Linked DNA regions of Triticum aestivum: region 2 is linked to region 1. The links are chromatin contacts, called in public Hi-C maps. All regions are on one chromosome and are shown on one strand. Each heading gives the region's core, a stretch centred on a gene start, on an enhancer-like site or on the middle of the called end of the contact. The rest is flanking DNA. Distances are from core to core; before and after follow the strand shown. Region 1 holds the start of LOC123085390 (SH3 domain-containing protein 2). Region 2 holds the start of LOC123085393 (LRR receptor-like serine/threonine-protein kinase FEI 1).

Region 1 (5,353 bases), core at 2,767-5,266:
TACCGCGAGCAGCATTCTAACCCTGCACAGCCGGTTGTGCCACCAGCCGTCTCCCCACCAGCTGGGCTCGATCCCAGCAGCCATGCCAGCTGCACGAGCCGCACAGCAGCAGTTCTCCACCTCCACACGCAGCTGGAACCCCCCCCCCCCCCCCCCCCAAAAAAACAGCACTGCTCCACAGCTGCCGGCCGCTGCCGCCTCTCTCGTAATGCCTAGCTCCGACCATATTAAGATTGGGCGGAGTTTTCTCTCGTGTGTCTCCCCCTGGACACCCTCTTCTTTTTATAACTCTTTTCGCTTTAGTCTCTGTACAACAAGATTATTACTCTCTCTCTCTCTCTCCCTCTCCCTCCCTCTCCCTCCCTCTCCCTCTCTCTCTCTTCTCTCTCTCTAGTTGTCTATCCTTGCTACTGTGTTTTCGTACCATGATCAAAACATCAACACTTTAGTTTTCTTATAGTTTGCAATTCTATGTCGTTCATATAAATTCCAATTTTCTCTTGTCTTTATTCTTTTGTTCTAAGCAGGAACCAAAGCTGCCATGGAGAAGGACTATAGTGTGGTAAAAACATCTCCTCGTGAATAGCTCTTTCACATTACATATTATGAATTTACTGGGTACATGCTAGAAAGATAATCTTCTACCTTTCCCCTTGTGTTTCCCTAAACTATCATTGTAATGTATCATCCCAGTTCAAACTTTGCATGAGTAAATGTTAACTGATTATTATTCGAATGAAACAATTTCAAAAGGAAAGGTTCAGTACTGACTAGATTTTGATAAATATTGATGGTGTTAGGAAATAACCATCAATCAACCTTTCTTCAAGGTACATTTGTTTTTTGCACGGCAATGTTGATTTGTTTAGTTTAGCCGCTCAGATTTTTGTTTTGTTTCATACTTGTACCACTACAATTCTTCTTGTTTTAATATGTATAACTAAAATGACATGCTTGTGCAGGATGATTATATTTGTGCTATTTGTGATGAGGGTGGCGACTTGATATGGTAGGCATACTCTATTTGTCTAGTCTTTTTCATAATGTAGGGTATCTTTTATTTTTGTTCTTCTCAGGTTAATCTATGGTATTTTGAAGAGTTATATGCCACTAGTTCACATATAAATACATAGATCGGTTGAATTTTTTTTGTATTTTTTCATGTACCATGTAAAAGGATTGATAATTTTAGTTCATTTATTTTGAATGGAGCTATTTGCTCATGTCATGTGTAAGGGGCTGTTTAGATTGCTGCCCACAGCCACCCGTCCAAAATATTGGTCGTTGACCAGGCTGGTGAGGTCGTTTGGATGAGCCCCGATATTTTGGCTCGCCCAGCCCACCGCAGCGCTACTAGTGTATATCTGCGCCAACTTTTTGGTGAAGCTCGGCGCCGAAATCGCTCGCCAATTATTGGCGTGCCCTCCGTTGGCGGGTCTGGCTCTGTCAAAAACCAAACAGCCCCTAAATATTTCCTCCATGTTCAGAGTTGCCATCACGGCTCTAGATTGCCATTTGTCATTCTGTATACTATTTGAGTAGCCTGATTGCGTAACATTGTAGCTTGCATTGCATGAACTCTACAAGGCTCTTGTTCTCGAAAGAAGTTTTGTATCCAGGGGGCCTGCGTGCTCCCTGACTGAAGAAGGGTTGACACATATTCTTAACTTAATTCATTGTAGTTGTGATGGTGACTGTGGGAGGTCGTTCCACCCAACCAAACCTACTGGTGAAGCTTCTCATTGCGACACTCTTGGTCTGAGTGAAGAACAACTGGTGCTAATCCTTTACCAAATTATTCAGTTTTATTCTTGTTTCAGTATGTCCGGTATTGGCATCTAACTTTTCATACATATCATATTATATAGGAACTACCTGAGTTTCTGTGCGAAAATTGTGAGTCTAAGAAGCACCAGTGCTTTGTTTGCGGAGAGTTGGGATCTTCAGACCAAGGAGGAGACGAACAGGTGTGTCTGAAAAAACATGTATTTGTACTTTGTATTTTCTGAGATATATTATATTCTGTTTGTGATGGAACTGTTACTTGATTTACTGATTTCTTAATTCTCTATGTCACTGAGAATAATGAGAAAAAACAGTGGAGTTCTTTGAAGCTAAAGTATTGTGATTCTGTAGATGTAGGAGCCAAGGCAACAACTATGAGTGGTACTTGATTTTGATTGCATATAGGCTCTAAAATATTCAAGATCTTTTTGCATATGCAGTTGCTCGTCAGGATAGATCAGATTCCTTTAGTTTTCCAACTTTTTGTTTTACATTTTTGTCAGGTCATCATACAATGCAATAAGAGGGGCTGTAAGCGCTTTTACCACCCTTATTGTCTTCCATTGGATATCAATAAAATACCTGAGGATGCATGCCCTATGCATGAATGTTACTCGTGCAAGAAAAAAAATGCAACTTCGGAGGATAACAAAATGACAGGAAAAACAAAGGGAAAGGAAACGTGCAGGAAAAAACATGCAACATCGGAGGGTAATAAAACAAGAGGACAATCAAAGGGAAGGGGAACATGGGAAATGAACTTGGTGCTATGCAGGCGCTGCCCCAAAGCATTTCATCGGAAGTGCTTGCCAAGGTATGATTTATGTATCGGATAGCTCGTGTTGATATTGTGTGCTTTGATGTATCTTCTTTCATTGACCCTTTGTGTTTGTATTGTAGGGAAATGTTTGGTGGTGAAGGCAACATACAAAGGATATGGGAGACTGCGGGAGGGACTGTGTTCTATTGCGGGTAATTTTTGCCGTCGTCCTTTCGCCATTCTCTGTGTCTGTCTGTTTTAGTTTCAGAGTTTGTGACAAGTGCAAAATCTTTGCAGGGATCATGAGATGGTAGAAAATCTCAGAAGTGCAAAGAGGAATCATATTAAGTTTCGAGAAGAAAAACCTAAAGGTGCGGCTGAAAACCAAAGTGTCGAGGATGGGAACAAGTGAAGTGTTCCTGTTGCGAAAAATATGGCCGGACCTGTGGTGGCTTCCCTCCATGATTTATCTCCCAACATGTTGGAGAAAGGAAGCCTGTCTTGGGCTCTCGGCGAATTGCAGAGAGAGTGAACTGAAAGCCTTGGCGTCGTCTATGACAGATAACATTATCTGCAGTCCTGCAACATTCATGTGTTTGATGTGGTTTTGTGTCCGGTGACAGTGAAACCGTATTGGTTGTGGGGGTGTGTCGTGACATTGTTATTTCTTACATTGCCAGAATTTGGACATCAATCAGGTTGTGTGAACCGCGATTAAGACGACGCAGATGCGAATCATCATGATAGAAATGTGCTGGCATGTCACCGGCAGGGGTCTTTCCTCCCTTGCCCTTATCTGGTTGGTGCTTCTGATGCTAGTTTCATTTGGTTGCTGTGATGATGGATGCAGGTCACATACAGGTGCCCATTTGGGCCAGCTCACCTGAGGGCGACACTTTGCTGGGCCGCATTGTTTACAGTTGAGCCTATCATTCTTCTGTTTGGCCAGTGCTTTGCTGAATCTGTCGTGACCGGGATGGATTGCAACGTGGCGAGTTAAGCGACTCTGAGAGCTTACCTCAGGAAGCACTCGGTTGAGATGACACGACGCGACGGTCTCAAATATTTTACTGGTGAGATGAGATTAGATGACGGGGTAGGCTTGACCTCGCGGAGCCACGCGCCTACGCCGACGCGAGAGCGACCGAGCACAAGAGCGCTTGGCTGGCCGGCAGCAGTCAAAAGCCGGCCACCAGCATCGTCTCATCCCTGGTGGTGTCGTCGGCGGAATGGCCGGCGTCTTAAACAAACAACGAGCACGATGGCCGGCGAGTGGAACAAAATGCAAAGATTTTGTCCGTTGCAGATTAGATAAGCTGCGGGCCGCCGCGAGGATGGCCGCCGGCCGCTCGTCCCTCCCACCGGCAGGCAGGCACTGTTCGGCGGGACGTACGGCACCAAGTGAAGTCCACTCCTCCGCCACTTTCGGTTCACTCGCCCCTACGCTCCCCGTCGCGTCGGGTCGCTCTCTACGCGCGCACCCCCAGTCAGTCCCACCTCCCACGCGCACGGCACGGCGCACCCCCAATGGCGTGGGAGTAACGCGCGGTTCGGCTCGACGCTCCGGGTCAATCCCGTCACAGGTCCAGCGTTCTCGCTTTCTCTAGAAACCGGAACACCCCCATTTCTACGGTCCAGCTTAGCGGTTCGCTCTACAGTTTGGTCGGCAGCCGTCACCGTCGTCGGCCGGCGCGCTCCGTGCCCGCCGCCGCCGCCTCGGTTGCGGTTGCCAGGCAGTTACTTACCTTACCGCCAGAGCGACCACGGCAGCAGCTACTGCCCTCCGCTTCCGCTTCCGCACCAACCCCACCACCACCACCACCATCGTCACCGCCACCACAGCAACCCAACAAACCGCGGAGAGGCGAGGGGCGGTTGCTCGCTCTACTGCTGCTCCCTCCCTCCTAGCGCTGTGCCGCCGCCGCCGCCGCCGCCGCCCTCCCCTTCTAGCGCTTCGCGTCGTGTCGTGTAGCAGGAGAGTGCTGCCCTGCTTTTCCCCTCCGGGGTTCGCTATTTTGTGGCGAGCGCCGCTATTATTTCCCCAATTCCTATCTACCGCCGGAGAGGCGCCGTTTCGCTTTTGATCGATCCTATCGGTCGGTCGGTCGGCCGGCGCGGATGGAGGCGCTCAAGAAGCAGGCCAGCAAGCTGCGGGAGCACGTCGCCAAGCAGCAGCAGGTACGGATTCCTCTCCCAAATTCCAGAAATTCAGCCTCCCGCCGACCACCGGGTCGCCGGAATTTCGCTGGAAGTAGAGGTTCTTCCCCCGGCTATTGCTTCTGCCCAGTCAATTCCACACAGAGTTTGTTCGAGAATTTTGAGGTTATGGGTAGTGACCACTGTATTGGGAGAACAGAACAGCAGCCATTGGAAGGGAGGGAGTGAATTGCATATCTATTCTTTAGGTTTCCGACACTAATCTGGACCTACTCATTTCTTGTACGTTTGACTGTGGATACCCACTTATTCGGAAGCTGTGCCTAATTTTACTTGGTCCAATAGAATGAATGAATGGGTTCCAGCATCATATGACATGCTTCTTTGCCTGTTTCATTCTTGAGAGAGTTACATTTATGTTGCAGGCGGTTCGCAAGACGTTCAGCGCACGCCATAATCAAGACACTTCGCTTGTCGATGAAGCTGAACTTGAGTGCCACCAGAATCTCCAGAAGCTTTATAATACCACAAGAGCAGCTAAAGTATGTCTTCCTTCGGTTTGTTACCTGTGATAGATAAGAGATTATTTACGGTACATTGTACTACTGAGTTTTAGGTGTAGTATTAAGTTAATCCAACGATTGATATGGT
Region 2 (6,093 bases), core at 2,233-4,732, 870 kb after region 1:
AGAGAGAGAGAGAGAGAGAGAGAGAGAGAGAGAAATCCATATCAAATGATCGATGTAGGATCGAAAGTATGTCTAGAGGGAGGGGGTGATTAGACTACTTGACCAAATAAAAATCTAGCCTTTTCCCAATTTTAGTTCTTGGCAGATTTTAGCTGTCTTAGCACAAGTCAAGCAATCTTCACACAATTTAAGCAAGCATGCAAAAGAGTATATGAGCAGCGGAAAGTAAAGCATGCAACTTGCAAGAATGTAAAGGGAATGGTTTGGAGGATTCAAATGCAATTGGAGACACAGATGTTTTTGTCGTGGTTCCGATAGGTGGTGCTATCGTGCATCCACGTTGATGGAGACTTCAACCCACGGAGGGTAACGGTTGCGCGAGTCCACGGAGGGCTCCACCCACGAAGGGTCCATGAAGAAGCAACCTTGTCTATTCCATCATGGCCGTCGCCCACGAAGGACTTGCCTCACTAGCGGTAGATCTTCACGAAGTAGGCGATCTCATTGCCCTTACAAACTCCTTGGTTCAACTCCACAATCTTGTCAGAGGCTCCCAAGTGACACCTAGCCAATCTAGGAGACACCACTCTCCAAGAAGTAACAAATGGTGTGTTGATGATGAACTCCTTGCTCTTGTGTTTCAAATGATAGTCTCCCCAACACTCAACTCTCTCTCACGGGATTTGGATTTGGTGGAAAGAAGATTTGAGTGGAAAGCAACTTGGGGAAGGCTAGAGATCAAGATTCATATGGTTGGAATGGAATATCTTGATCTCAACACAAGTGTAGGTGGTTCTCTCTCAGAAAATGTGTATTGGAAGTGTAGGTATGTTCTGATGGCTCTCTCCACGAATGAAGAGTGGGTGAAGGGGTATATATACCCTCCACACAGAATCTAACCGTTACACACAATTTGCCAAACTTGATGGGACCGAATGGTTAAACTCGGTCGGACCGATTCAGCAAACCTAGTGACCGTGAGGATTTTCGGTGGGACTGAGATGCAACTCGGTAGGACCGATATGGTTAGGGTTAGGGCATAACGTAATCTCGGTGTGACCGATTACACAAACTCGATGGGACCGATTTTGGTAACAAGCTAACCATTGTTGAGGAAATCGTTAACTGGTAGCTGCTCGATTGGCTGACGAGTAGGGGATTAATAGGCTAATCGGCAAGTTAATCGGCCATTTAATCAATTAATCGGACGGTTTATCGGTTTATCCGTTACTCGGTGACCCTATGAGTAGGGATTAATCGGCAAGTTAACTGGTTAATCGGACGAATTCTTGAACAGGGAAGCTAACCAGAGAGTTGGTCAGGTAAACTCGGTGGGACCGATTCGTTCATCTCGGTGAGACCGAAATGTTACAAAAGGAAAACAGAGAGTTTACATTGCAATCTCAGTGGGACCGATCGCTCATCTCGGTAAGACCGAAACGTTACGAAGGGAAACAAAGAGATTACAATCCCATCTCGGTGAGACCGAGATCCCTATCGGTGAAACCGAATTGCTAGGGTTTGTGGCAGTGGCTATGACATTTGAAACTCGGTGGCGCCGGATAGAAAGAATCGGTGGGGCCGAGTTTGACTTTTGGTTTAGGTCATATGTGGATGTGGGAAGGTAGTTGAGGGTTTTGGAGCATATCACTAAGCACTTTGAGCAAGCAAGCCATTAAGCAACACCTCATCCCTCTTTGATAGTATTGGCTTTTCCTATAGACTCAATGTGATCTTGGATCACTAAAATATAAAATGTAGAGTCTTGATCTTGAAGCTTGAGCCAAACTTTTTGTCCTTAGAATTTTGAGGGATCCACTTTCCTCATCCATGCCATGCCATTCATTGAGATTTTTCTGAAATATTAATCTTGGAATAATGTTAGCTCAATGAGCTATATGTTGTTAGGAATTACCAAAACCACCCGGGGATAGTTGCACTTTCAATCGAGAAAAAAAGACTCTAGGGTAGCCAGTTAACACGACCGGCGGACGAACCCTAGGTACGGGCGACGTGTCCCCCGATGGCGATCATGGAGATTGACCGCCCCGGGGGTGGTGTAGTGCTATGCGGCGGCGGCGGCTGGGTTTGGATCGGGGTTAGACTGATACCATGTAGATGGAGAGGGGGAATTGATGGAATCATTGATGTATTATTGAGCCTCGAGGGCGAGTATATATTGAGTACAAGATTTGGATGGCAAGACACCTCCTAGAGATAATATGAAAACAATTCCTATCTAATCTTGAACAATCTCTAAATACCACATATATCTCTAACACATATGAGCCCTCTTCGTGCAAAAAAAGAGAGGAAAAGGTCCAAAACAAACCTTGAACTTGTATAAGAAAGCTAAATCGAAGCCTCAACTCCGAATCCCTGAAATCAGCACACCGAATTCATTGATCCCGGCCTATTTTAAACCCTGAGAGTATTCCCAAACAGGGATTGCTGATGTGGCAAATTAAAGCCGGGATTGTTGATTGCGGTTGAGGGAGATTTTTTTTTCAGGGCAAATTACCGTCCTTTCGCACCCACTAGTCGCAATGGGTCGGCCCATTAGTGTTCGCTCCAGTTAAAAATGTAAGAAAATGAAAAGCGTGCTGCAGGGATCGAAAACGAGCGCTACAGATCGTAGGATGAAAGCCACTACTCCCTCCGGTCATTTTTACTCTGCATATTAGATTTGCGTCAAGTCAAACTTTGCAAAGTTTGATCAAACTTATATTAAAAAATATCAACATCTACTCCCTCCGTCCCATAATATAAGAACTTTTTTGATACTAGTGTAGTGTCAAAAACGTTCTTATATTATGTGACGGAGGGAGTACAATATATGAAAAAAGATAGACACACACTATGAAAAAAGATAGACACACACACACATCTAAAATATCGACATCTCAAGGTTCAAAATAGTCCGAAATCAATGAATTCGGTGTGTTGATTTCAGGGATTGGGAGTTCAGGATCCGATTTATCTTTCGTCTACAAGTTTAAGGTTTGTTTTGATTTTTTTTAAAGCCCTCTCCGCAGCAAAGAATCCGTCGCTTTTCTCGTCCAAGTGAAGAGAGATGTCGTTGTCACTTTGCGTGCCATAATACAAGCCCATTTTCTGGGGTATAAGTACAAACACCTTTAACCCAATGATAGCTGCTAAACAGCAATACGGACAACGAACTTGCTCTAAGCACTATTTTATCTAACAAAAAGATAAAATAAATAAATCTAATCAGACAAATTCCGTATAGTATCATGCAAGGCAATCTGGTAAGTGGTAACTGAGCGATTAGCCGTTCGTCCCGTTCCGTCCCGTGTGCCGCCGTCGCTGACGCCGTGCGCGGACAAAACCGCACTCTCTCACGCTCACTGCTACGACTACTCGCTCCAGCTCCAGTCCCACTCCCGCACCCACCGCCACGGCGCCACGCCACACCACCGGCTGCCTAATCTCCTCGGACCCATTTACCCTCCCCCCTCACTCTGCCCAGTGCTCAGTGCTCTCAGCTCTGCTCACCACCACCACCACAGTGACCACACCACACCACACCCAGCGCCGCTTCTCCCCACTCCCTAGCTCACATCCTCCATCTCCCCCACCGCTAATCGTCGGTACCTCTGTTCCCCGAGCTCCTCTTCCTCCTCGAGCCCTGAGCCCCTGACCCACCAATCCCAACCCAACGTGGCTCTACCGCCGGCCGCCGCGCCGTAGCAGCCTAGCGTCGCCGCCGCCCTCCTCGCCGCAAGATCGCGCTCCTGCTCTCTCCGCCCCGCTGAGGGTTTGAGGTATGGGCTCATTCCCATCCAGTGATGCTCTTAGCTAAACCCCACCCAGCTCCAGGATTTCCGCTCCGGGCGTGCCGCTCACGCCATCTAGATCCGCTCCCGGTTCCCGATTTGAGAAACCAGCCTGCCTAATTCTTCCGCCCTGTAGATTTATTTTCTTGGATTTGGGGAATCTCGAAGTCAGATGCTTGAAGGCAGCTAGTTCAGTTGGCCTGAAAGGATTGTTTTTTTGCATAAAAAGACCGAAAATGTTGCTTCAGTTAGTTCCCATACCATCTCGAAAAAAAAGTTAGCTCCCATATCATGGCCGCCAATTTCGTGCGAAAGCCCCGGATACCGTTATCTCGAAAAGTACTGCATTTGATCTGCTATTTTTTCTCCGCCGTTCAAGCCTTAAGATTTTTCCCTGAGCGCGTCTTTAATTTGTTACTATATGATTGTTGATTTGTTTTGCTTTTCACCATTGCAGGGTTGGTTGGTTGGGTTCTCCCCGATTGTAAAGATGCATACCGTATATCCTCATTCATGACCTCTGGAACATGCTCTAGTCACCCTTGTATGCTCCACCAGGTGGTGACAAATGGGCTTTTTTCTCAGAAAACAGCCCAGTTTCCTCTTTATTCTGATCATCCTGCACTGGGGGGCTCGTGCAGCAAGAGCGCTAAGTTCAGATGGTATGTGATGATGGTTGTGGCTGCTCACGGGCCATTTGATTTGTTTTTTCTGCTTATCCAATACTGATCTTGCACCAACTGTTTCATACAGGTGAAGCACTTCTCGCCTTTAAGAAGGCAATCACAAATTCAGATGGGGTCTTTCTAAATTGGCACGAACAAGACGCGGATCCCTGCAACTGGAAGGGTGTTAAATGCGATCGTCACAGCAAGAGAGTGATCTATCTGTAAGAAACAGAAAACCACTCTGTATATTAACTTCCTTTTCGAAAAAAACTCTGTATATTAACTCTGTCATTTGCTCAACTTCTTAACCTATCCACTCACTGTTTTGCTTCAGTTATTTGGTGTTCATATTTTGGACACCATTTCCTAGTTTCTATTCATATTCAGTATTTTGAGTTGCATTGCCATAAGGTCACTCACTGCCTTCCATTTAGGATTCTCCCGTATCACAAGTTAGTCGGGCCCATACCACCAGAAGTTGGAAGGCTAAATCAGCTTCAGACTTTGTAAGTGTGTTCACCTTTTCTTTTTTGCATTTCTTAACTACTTCCCGCCTTGTATATCAAAAAACTTGGTCTCTGATAAAGGTGGTTTTATGTTATTAGATCACTACAGGAGAACAGTTTGTATGGTTCACTCCCTCCCGAGCTAGGAAATTGTACCAAGTTGCAACAACTGTAAGTTTTATAGTAATTCTGATTGGTACATATGTTTTTTTCTTCCATTGAATGAATGTTGGATGCTGCAACTGATAATTAATGATCATGAGGACAGCCATTTGGTCACAAGCTTCTTGTATGTGTGCCAGAGAACTTCTAGCATGCAATTTTTGCTTTTATTTCTTCTGTGAAACCAGGCTCTTATTTCGTCTGTTGTGAAATGACTTGCAGATATCTACAAGGAAATTATATAAGTGGATATATCCCTTTGGAATTTGGTGATCTGGTTGAGCTTGAGACATTGTGAGTCCTCTGTAGTTTTAGCTTATTTATTAAATTTGATTATTAATTTCGCATCAGATAAATACCTCATGCTAGACTAATGTCACTACATCTGCTATGGGTCATATAAGAAGGCTTGAACACAAATTATATGTATTGAAATGTAGATAAATTCACTTTCCCTGTTTAAGTAATTTAGATATTACTTCCTATTTCTGAAATATGTTTATTTTATCCAGGGACTTATCCAGCAATACGTTGAAGGGATCAATCCCGCATTCTCTTGATAACCTGACCAAACTTGCATCATTGTAAGTGCTTTTTTTTATGTCCATAAGCTGACCAAACCTGTTACGATAAGCTACATGCTACCAGCCAAATGATTATTTTCACATCCTATGCAGCAACGTATCCATGAACTTTCTGACAGGAGCAATACCATCAGATGGTTCACTTGCCAATTTTAATGAAACTTCGTGAGTTGTCTTCTCCTCTGTTATTTATATCTATTTAATTCAATCTGCATATTCAATCGAGTAAAAGCGTATATGCATTGTGCCATAAGCTACTCTTCCTTCTACCCATCTGAATGTTGACATGGTAATGCAGCTTTATTGGGAACCGTGATTTATGTGGTAGGCAGATTAATTCAGTGTGCAAAGATGCACTTCAATCACCATCAGATGG

What was found. Hi-C and Micro-C count contacts between places; a contact is called where the count stands out from the background.
Region 2: a contact with region 1 is called in a Hi-C map of leaf, with 3 times the contacts expected there. The contact joins the promoter of LOC123085393 here to the promoter of LOC123085390 in region 1. A contact is called at or near these places in 2 of 5 Hi-C or Micro-C datasets (both in leaf).

What each region holds. Positions count from the first base shown.
Region 1 is chr4A:99,017,778-99,023,130 of IWGSC CS RefSeq v2.1, forward strand. It overlaps LOC123085390 (SH3 domain-containing protein 2), which reads left to right and starts at 4,017. Exons shown (of 10, transcript XM_044507019.1): 1 at 4,017-4,723; 2 at 5,128-5,244. The coding sequence starts at 4,664. It overlaps LOC123085391 (protein ENHANCED DOWNY MILDEW 2), which reads left to right. Exons shown (of 10, transcript XM_044507020.1): 4 at 528-562; 5 at 963-1,009; 6 at 1,683-1,776; 7 at 1,869-1,967; 8 at 2,289-2,599; 9 at 2,686-2,757; 10 at 2,843-3,340. The coding sequence ends at 2,957.
Region 2 is chr4A:99,890,357-99,896,449 of IWGSC CS RefSeq v2.1, forward strand. LOC123085393 (LRR receptor-like serine/threonine-protein kinase FEI 1) reads left to right here and starts at 3,483. Exons shown (of 14, transcript XM_044507024.1): 1 at 3,483-3,785; 2 at 4,255-4,459; 3 at 4,551-4,686; 4 at 4,900-4,971; 5 at 5,071-5,142; 6 at 5,356-5,427; 7 at 5,646-5,717; 8 at 5,811-5,882; 9 at 6,016-6,093. The coding sequence starts at 4,366.